Regions from separate parts of the Mus musculus genome. Here region 1 is linked to region 2. Evidence: chromatin contacts called from public HiChIP or PLAC-seq data. All regions are on one chromosome and are shown on one strand. Each heading gives the region's core, a stretch centred on a gene start, on an enhancer-like site or on the middle of the called end of the contact. The rest is flanking DNA. Distances are from core to core; before and after follow the strand shown. Region 1 holds the start of Plekhg6 (pleckstrin homology domain containing, family G (with RhoGef domain) member 6). Region 2 holds the start of Pianp (PILR alpha associated neural protein).

Region 1 (4,023 bases), core at 1,422-3,921, 380 kb after region 2:
CGGCTATACACGTGCCCTCTGGGCCAAGGGCTCTCAGGAACAGAGGATGGTCCACGCTGTGTTCTGAGCTCATCCCTTTGCGGGCAGCTGGGTTCCCTCACATGTGGAAATGAAAGACCGCAAAGGTTCAGCCTCCTCCCTAGGGCCTGCAGCTTGTGTCCTATGGCACTGGGAATTGCTGTTCTTCTGTGCTAGAGGTTGAAGCCACAAGTCTCCTCCCAAGGCAGGCCTGGTCACATTCCTTGTCTGCCTTGGCCTGAGTTGCCTTACATACTTCCTAGTGTCCCTTTCTGCCCTCTGCCTGGGCAAGTCTCGTCTCCAGGGGTGGAATCCTCTAAGGAGGCAGGGAATACCCCCAGCTAGAAGGGGCACTGTTCTTAAGGAAGCACCGAGGGCAGAAACAGCCTAAGTCCTGGCCTCCACACCCCTTTCCTCTACTAGCTTTGGAAGTGGGCCGGGTAGGTGGAGCCAGGGGCGGGGCAGAGACAGTTCCGGCCACTCCCCCTCCTCCCCTGTGAGAGCAGGGGCACCCTGAACCTTTGCTCTTCTTCAGCCCTGACTCAGGGAGCTTTTGACTCCTCCCAACTCAAGTAGAGACTGACAGATGCCTTTCCCCACTGCGCTGGGAATTCAGAAATGCCTCCCAATCCCTCCTCTGAGCTCCCCGCCTCCCCCACTGTTGTCTGAGGCTGGGTGTGAAGCGCTGGCATCCTGGCCGGGCACTGACCCTCCTTCCCAGTAACCCCGGAAAGCGGAGGAGGTTAAGGGACAAGAATAGAGCAGCCTGTGAAAAAGGGGACAGACTTCAAAACCTTGGTGTCATCCCTCCTGCCCCACCCAGGTCACCTTTGGGGCACAGGCGCACTCACCACTCCAGGACCTCCTCTGGGAAATAGATTCCCAGCAGTGCTGTGGGCAGAGGTCTGATGACGGCCCCCGTAAGTCTCAATTCGGGAAGCTACCAGGCCTTGGAGGGGGCCCTCATTTGGAGGACCAAAGGCTTGCATTGTTTCTCTCCTGAGTTACCCCCAGAGGATCATAGCACCAATGTCCAGGAGAAAGGGGGGTATCCCCTTTTCTGCAAGATAGAAAGCCCAGGCTGGATTAGTGATGAACGAACGTCTCCACAGGTTGGAGAGCAAGGAAAGACAAGAGGACAGAGTGGGGAAGAAGAGGGCCAGATGGTGGGGGGTGTGTGCTATCTATAAGCTAGTAGGGGGAGGGCAGGGCCAGGTGCATGCTGGGTAGGAACATCTGCTTTATACTTAGGATACATTCACACTTCAGCCTCAGAGGATGCTGTAGTCTCAAGAGCAGCTGGGAGCAAGGGTCACAGAAATCTCTAGCACTCTAGATAGCCCCAGGTAGAAGGCGGTCTCTTGTACCTAGATGTCTCCTTTCCTGTATTACCTTTGTCAACACTGCACAAACACCATGAACTGGGACAGGTAAAGCTGACTAGAGACAGACAAGTGGGTTTCTCATGTTGGAACAGACTATGGGTTAAGAACGGCTTTTATTTTATTTTCTGATTTGAGATAGGAGGACCTCTTAATATAGCCCAGGCTGACACACAGTGTAACCCAGTCTAGGCTACCTTCCAACTCTGCATCCCCCTGCCTCAGTTTCTAGAGTGCTATGATCACAGATGTATTCTATCATGCTTTGCAACGTTTACATTTTTAAATAATGGGGGGGGGCAAAAAAGGAAAAATAATATTTGGGGAAAGAGAACAATACACCCAGTTCACACTCCATGAGTTACAGCTAGTTTTATCACGGTTCAGCCAGCCAGCCACCCTTACTGGTCGGCTGGCCATCCTTGGCTGCTTTTCAGTTAGTCGCAACTGAGACTCAATAGACAAGAGACTCTACAATATAGCTTTTCTGTCCCTTTACTGAGAAGTCTGTACATGCCTTACCTGGAAACCCCACACGTCCACGTACAATCTGGCGAAGTCAGGAGAGCTGTCAGACAGGGTCTGGAGGGATGCCCCTAGTTGAGGCAGCCCGCTGGTCTCCCACTAAGCTCCTTTCCTGGCCGCCGAGGGCACCACCAGGGATAGAGCTGGAAGTCAGATGCAGGACTCCACCCCTCCTTTCTAAGCCTGGATGGAAGACCCATCCCTTGCAGTGGGCAGGGCCTGAAGGGAAGAGGCCCTTAATGGGAACTGGACTCAAGAACCCTATACAGGGGTTGGTTTCCCACCAACTGGGCTCTAGAAACCTCCCATTTCTCTCTCCTAGCTTACTCTGACTTACTCGCAGAGGAGATTGTTCATTGTGTCTCCCGCCCCGGGACAACAACAGTCCAGCCCCCGAAGGCAGTCCCCCGCCCCTCCTTCTCCCTCCCCCTTACTATCTCTCCCCACGTCCACCTTTTCTATCTTTTCCCAGGCCCAGCTTTTCTCCCTCCCTCGTACCCAGCCTCCTTCCCTCCTCCTTCTGAGGCCCCGCGACCCTGTCCCAGATCCCCGGTTCCCTGGCCGCCCGGCACTCGCCCTCCCAAGTGCTCACCTGTGAGCGCAGGTGTCCGAGCTTCCGCTGTCCTTGACGTCCGCTGGATACTGTGGAAATCTGGGTCGTTGTCAGCTTCCTTGGCGATGGCAGCCCCACTGTCCCAGCCTGGGACTAGGACCGAGCGGCCCGCGGGACCAGGCAGCACGGGGCCGGGAAGGGAGGTGAAGGTGGAGGCAGAGGGGCGGGACGTGGGCTGGCACCTCCCCCTCCCTGCGGGCCTTGCAGCGTCGCGGTCCTGGTCACCCGGACAGAGAGGGTAGGGAGCCGGACTCTCCGTACACCAACCCCAGACCAGGAGTGCTCACTTCTCGGTGCGCACCTTTCCCTTTCTTTTGCACCTGAACTAACCAGCAATCTGTCACCTGGTCGGGGCCAGGGGCTGGAACCTTGTGCCACCCGCAGGCCACCAGCGTGTCCTCCCTTCCCGGCCAGACCCCTGCCAGGCGCCAGGGTAATGAGGGATAAATGAAAGGTTGGGCGCCGCTATGCGGAGGCGGTGAGGTAATGACCAAGCGACCTGTGGCAGGTACACATCCCTTGTTTGCACCAGGCCCCTCTTGCCTGTCCTAGACCGTTACCCTGAAAGGGAGCCAGCCTAGCATCAGGAAGGGCGGAGGCCCAAGGATTCTCAGCCCCATGGCTGTCCTCTGGCCATGGAGTCCAAAGTGTAGCCCTTATCTCCAGTGAACCTGCTGGCCTGCCCTGGCAACAGGGAGGAAGGTTCTGTGGACTTTGTGTCTTATTGAGGGAGGCATCAGGGGCCAAGCTTAGACCATACCCAACACTACTCTCATTACTTAAGCCTGGAGGGAGGGGGCATACCAGGGGAGGGTACCCTCCCACCGGACTGCACTTGGGCCAGTGTGGCCTTCCCAAGGGCTACACAGACTGAACAGTTTCTCCGAAGTGGTACAGCACTGGCTGGGCGTGATGTGAAAGGCATCCCCGCCCCCCCGCCCCCACATTCCCAAGTCCTGTCGTCTGGTCTGAGGGAAGAACTGAGAGTTATATCATCCCATGGATGTGTGATCCAGAGGTGGAAGTCTCGGTGGGGGGGGGGGGGAGGGGGCGGGGAGATGGGCAGGTCTGAGGTCCACTTTGGGATCTTCCTTCCGCCAATGGACTAGACTGGGTCTGGTGCAACCTCTTACCACACAAAGCATCCCGAAGTACACAAAACCCTTTCAGAAGTGTCTCCCTGTGTTCAGAGGAAAAACAAAACAAAACAAAACAAAAACAAAACAAAACAAAAACAAAACAAAACAAAACAAAAACACCTCTAATTCTCACCCTCTCCCATGGCTCCTTTCAGCCTGGAGAGGCATCTTTGCCATCGGTTGCTTGAATGTGTGTTCCTGTTCCCAGTCACAGATTTGTCCTTCAGTGTACTTTTTTAGAATATGATGTTGTGAGGTCTCAGTGTTACAGAGGAGCTGTCCTGACCTGTGGTTGCCTCCATCCTGCCTTCTGCCCCCCCAGGTGTGTGTGTAGGGGGGGGAGCGG
Region 2 (4,485 bases), core at 434-2,933:
TTCGAACAATAAACGAGAAGGGGGTAGACTCTGCGCATGCGCTGAAAGTGTGGGCTTTCGCACCTGCTGGAGACGCAGGCATAGGGAAGGAACCGGAAATCAAAACACCTTTAGCCTGAACAACAAGGAGTTGTCATGTCCTAGGATGAAGAGCTCGGGACACAAGAGGGTTGGGGGTGGGATGGCTCAAGCCATCTGCTTGAGTCACATTAGGTTTGCCTGGCTATTAGACATCGGACGGAGTGGATATGTCAAGTGGGCGGTTGGACAAATGAGTCTGGCACTCATTTGTAAATTTAGGACTCACTGACATTTACAGAGTGTTTAAGCCCTGGGACTGGATGAGATCACTGGACAAAGAATGTGGAAAGAAAAGAAGGCCAAGGACTAAGCCCTAGGAGCGCCAACATGTCGAGGTCAGAACCGAGGAAGACAGTAAAGAACAGCCAGAGGGTTGGAGGGGAGCCAGGAAAGTGTGGTTTCCTAGAAGTTTGGGGCGCAGGGTTGGGGGGGGTCATGCAGGGAGAAGGGTTAGGTATGAATGGGTAGGGTCAAAGGAATTTTAAAAAAGATTTATTTATTTATTATATGTAAGTACACTGTAGCTGTCTTTAGACACTCCAGAAGAGGGAGTCAGATCTCGTTACTGATGGTTGTGAGCCACCATGTGGTTGCTGGGATTTGAACTCAGGACCTTTGGAAGCATAGTAGTCAGTGCTCTTAACCACTAAGCCATCTCCCCAGCCCCAGAATTCTCTTTATTACATCTAATTAGTGTATGTGTCACACCACTTGTTCAGGGGTCTGGTGACAACTTTCCTTCCACCATGTGGGTCCTGGGGATAGAACCCAGGTAGTCAGGCTTGGTGGCAAGCACCTTTGTCCCCTGAGCCATCTCCACGGCCCAGGTCAAGGGAGTTTTAAGAGATTAGAAAAGGGCACTCAGAAGCCTGAATCTAAGTGAGCCCGTGTAGACCATTTGGGAACAGACAAGGAGAAACTTCTAGAGGGAACAGCAGGGTGCAAAGCCCCGAGGCAGGCTTCTAGTGCCTCTGGTCTAGGAATATTCCCCAACTGCACTAAGGCTGTGCCGAAGAAATCCTTAGGAAAGAAAGCTGGAGATACCCAGAGGCAGGAATCTACGGGGGCCTCCTTGTGAGCCATAGTGAGTGTTGGATATTCTGAGTCTCGGAAAAGCTAAGTATAGCAAATGGTCTTGAACCATTTAAGGACTGTTTGGGTTGCTTCAGGGAGAATGAATTATAAGAAGGATCATAGTGAAATGAGGAATTAATCTGCTGGGGGCACTCCAATTTGCGTATGCAGTCTTCTCTCCCACCCCTCTTTGGTCCTCTCACCCACGGTCTTGAGCTGCCTTTCCACCTTTGCCAGAGTTGGGGACTCAAATGTATGGATGACTCAGAATCTCAGACTGCTTGGGGGTCAGAAATCATGAGGTCTGTGAAGCTGCGCTTAGGTAGAGGGGAAGCTTACCATCACTACCCAAAGGAGGTTGCGTCCCCCCAACCCCCTCCATCCCTGCTCCTCTTCCCAACCTTGCACCTGGACAAAAGCTGAGCTCGCAGCGTAGCAAACGAAGGGTTAAGTCGTGCGTGGCCTACAGACGTGAGAAGGAGAGGCGGAGACCAAGTGGTCCTAGTCGCCCGCCGAACCCAGCCGAGCCCGGCCGAGCCCAGCCGAGCCCAGCCGAAGCGAGCGTCTCCCGCCGCCGCCGCCGCCGCCGCCGCCCCGCGCCCCGGGCGCCCGCCCCCCTCCGGCTCCAGCTCCTCGCTGCCAGCCAAACCTCCCGACCATGCCCGGCGCCCCACCCGTTTCTGCGACCCCCCAGCCCCGCGTAGCTCCGAGCGCCTGCAGTCGTCGCGCCGCCACACCAGGCATGCAGGTGAGCGAGGGGGACCCAAAGCCCCTACCCGTAGGGAGCAGACTCTGCCCTCCCAGTGCCAGCTCCGCGTCCTTCGCCCCCCGCCCCTCCTGGCGCGGTCTCCAGCCGCCTCCAGTCTCCCAGAGCTCCTTTCCACAGTGCCCTCCATCCCTCCGCTGTCCTGACTCCATCCTACCCTCTTGGTGCAGCAGTCAACGTCTCCGCGCCTGCCACCATCCCGCCTTTAGCTCATCCTGCAGCTTCGGGCATCCTCCTGCCTCAGGTCCCCTTTCCGCTCTGGGTGCTCCCTCCAAATCCCTTGGCCGATCGTTTCCTTATTTTTCCCGGTTCGCACCGCTTTCCAACCCTATCCAGGGAGCGCAGGCCTGTGGGATTGGCGGGATTGGGGGGCTCTGCTAGAGATGGGGCCCGGTTCCCCCACCCCACCCCCAGTTCGTCTTCTGCGCACAACAGGTCGGTGAGGAGCGCGAAGGGGGTGGGGTGGCGCACCAGCTTGGGGACTGCGGACTTCCTGGAGGGGGTGACAGAGGGGTACGGGGTGTGTGAAGGGGCTGGAGTTGACATTGGTGGTGGTGGTGGGTTGTAGCCAACGAAGGGGCAGGTATGCCCTGGAGTAGCGGGCCACTGGTGTCGCCGAGTCCTTATTCGCTCCACTGGTTCGGCTACCATTTCTTTCCTCCCGTTTCTAACCTCCTCCCACTAAGCCCCCCGGCCTCTTTCCTTTCCCTTCTCTTTCACCTGGCCTCCAGCTCTGTCTCCATATCTCTTTCAATTTCAAGAAACAATTCCTAACTCCTCCATCTTTGCTGTTCTGTCCACCCCCCACCTCCGGTCCCCGTCCCTTCCTTTTTTGATTTTGCCTTCAACACCGTGTTCTAATCTGTCTCAATGACTCTCTCCCCGTCTCTGATCTCCACCGTCCTTTTCTCTTCCACTCTCTTTGCTTCTGCCCTGACCAGACCCCTCCATCCTCCTGCCTGATGCCTGTTTTCTTTTCCCTCCCTGCCGTCTTCTCTCTTCAGCATCCTTGGCCAATCTCCTGTAGCCCCTCTTTCCTCCCCATCTCCTCCCTTCCCAGCTGCTGTCTGTCCGTCTTCTCACTCTTGACCAACCTTTTCCCTCGCAGCCTTTCACCTCTCGCACCCCCCTCCCCTCCCTAGTTTATTCCCTGGGGTATTCAACACGCAGACGGAGACTAGGAATCCAGAAGACACAGGGTGTCACATGTTTCTTCTCTCTGAAGATCCCAGCCCCTCGGGCCTCACCACCCTCAGTTTGGAGACTGCACTTCCTTTCAGAACCAACCATCTAGATTCTCCTAGGACTTTTCCCCGGAGCAGCCACAGTTGAGGGGGTGGCTTCCTTTGAGCTCCACCCTCTTTCAGAATGCACCCATGCATTTGGGTGGTTAAGCATCAAGAGCAAACCCCAAAGCGTGTCCTGTAGCTTTCCTCCCACCGACTGTTTTCTCCCGCTTGTCTGAAAAGGCAGCTAGGCAGCCAGCTTCTAGGCTCCATCATAAAAGAAGTGCCTGGCGCTTCAAGAGGTGACCGGGCTTCTAGCATCCCCCCCAACACTCACTAAGATTGGCTTCCCTTCCCTCCCCCACTCAAAAACTCCCTCCCTAGCGGTAGGTGCTCAGGGAATCACAAGGTTCTTGGCTCTAAATTAAGATCCAAGAAGCCTGGAGCTGTGGGCAGAGGAAGTGAGAAGGAAGGAAGCCAAAGAGGCAAGGGTAGACAGACACTGGGGCCAGGAGGGAATGGGCCCCATCTGGGATGTTGGAGGTGGGGCAGGGGGCTAGTTTAGGGAGTTTTCCCCGAAAAGTATGCCGGGAAACACTGGCTTCTGGGAAGCAGAAGCATGGCGGGTAACTGGGCAGCCCGGGTGGGGCGGGAAGGAGCAGGACTGGTGGATAGATGAGATGGGGGAGTTCACAGGCCAGATTAGGGTGTGACACCCTCATTTTTCCCTCCAGTAAAGGCCAAAAATCTGGGTCACAGCTGAGGAAGATCTCAGATCCAGAGTGCAGAATGTGGTAAGTTTGGCCCAGCAGAGGGAGCTTGCTTGGAGACCACTTTCCCTGGGGGATTGGGCCCTTTCCTGCCTAGGCCAACTTGGGGCCTATTAAGGACTGGCCCCTTGGGAAGAGACAAAATGGGGCCAGGGTCTTCCTAACACACCTGCTCAAGCAGAGAAACCTGGAGGGAGGTACCCAAGACTCCTGGTGCAAACCTACCCTTTTCTACATGAGCCATCGCCTGGGTCTCACCTGCTTTTTCTCCCTTCCTATAGGTCTGCTCAACTGCTGTCCCAACTCCTCCCTCTCTGGCCACTGCTGTTGCTGTCCGTATTACCACCTGCTCAGGGCTCCTCCCATCGATCCCCACCAGCCCCAGCCCGCCCCCCCTGCGTCCGGGGTGGGCCCTCAGCCCCTCGCCATGTGTGTGTTTGGGAGCGGGCGCCTCCGCCAAGCCGATCCCCACGGGTCCCAAGATCACGTCGGCAGGTTGTGCCAGGCACTGCCCCTCCTGCTACCCCATCAGGCTTTGAAGAGGGGCCTCCCTCATCTCAGTACCCTT

The links. HiChIP or PLAC-seq counts read pairs in DNA pulled down with a chosen protein or histone mark.
Region 1: an HNF4G HiChIP or PLAC-seq map of pancreatic cancer cells shows a contact between it and region 2. The contact joins the promoter of Plekhg6 here to the promoter of Pianp in region 2. A contact is called at or near these places in 1 of 39 promoter capture datasets (liver) and 1 of 115 datasets of contacts at active chromatin or transcription factors (pancreatic cancer cells).

What each region holds. Positions count from the first base shown.
Region 1 is chr6:125,377,833-125,381,855 of GRCm38.p6, forward strand. It overlaps Plekhg6 (pleckstrin homology domain containing, family G (with RhoGef domain) member 6), which reads right to left and starts at 2,672. Exons shown (of 17, transcript NM_198604.2): 1 at 2,518-2,672; 2 at 1,923-2,144; 3 at 870-1,078. The coding sequence starts at 1,007.
Region 2 is chr6:124,995,037-124,999,521 of GRCm38.p6, forward strand. Pianp (PILR alpha associated neural protein) reads left to right here and starts at 1,684. Exons shown (of 6, transcript NM_175696.4): 1 at 1,684-1,903; 2 at 3,882-3,941; 3 at 4,199-4,485. The coding sequence starts at 3,937. It also overlaps a transcript of Cops7a not described here.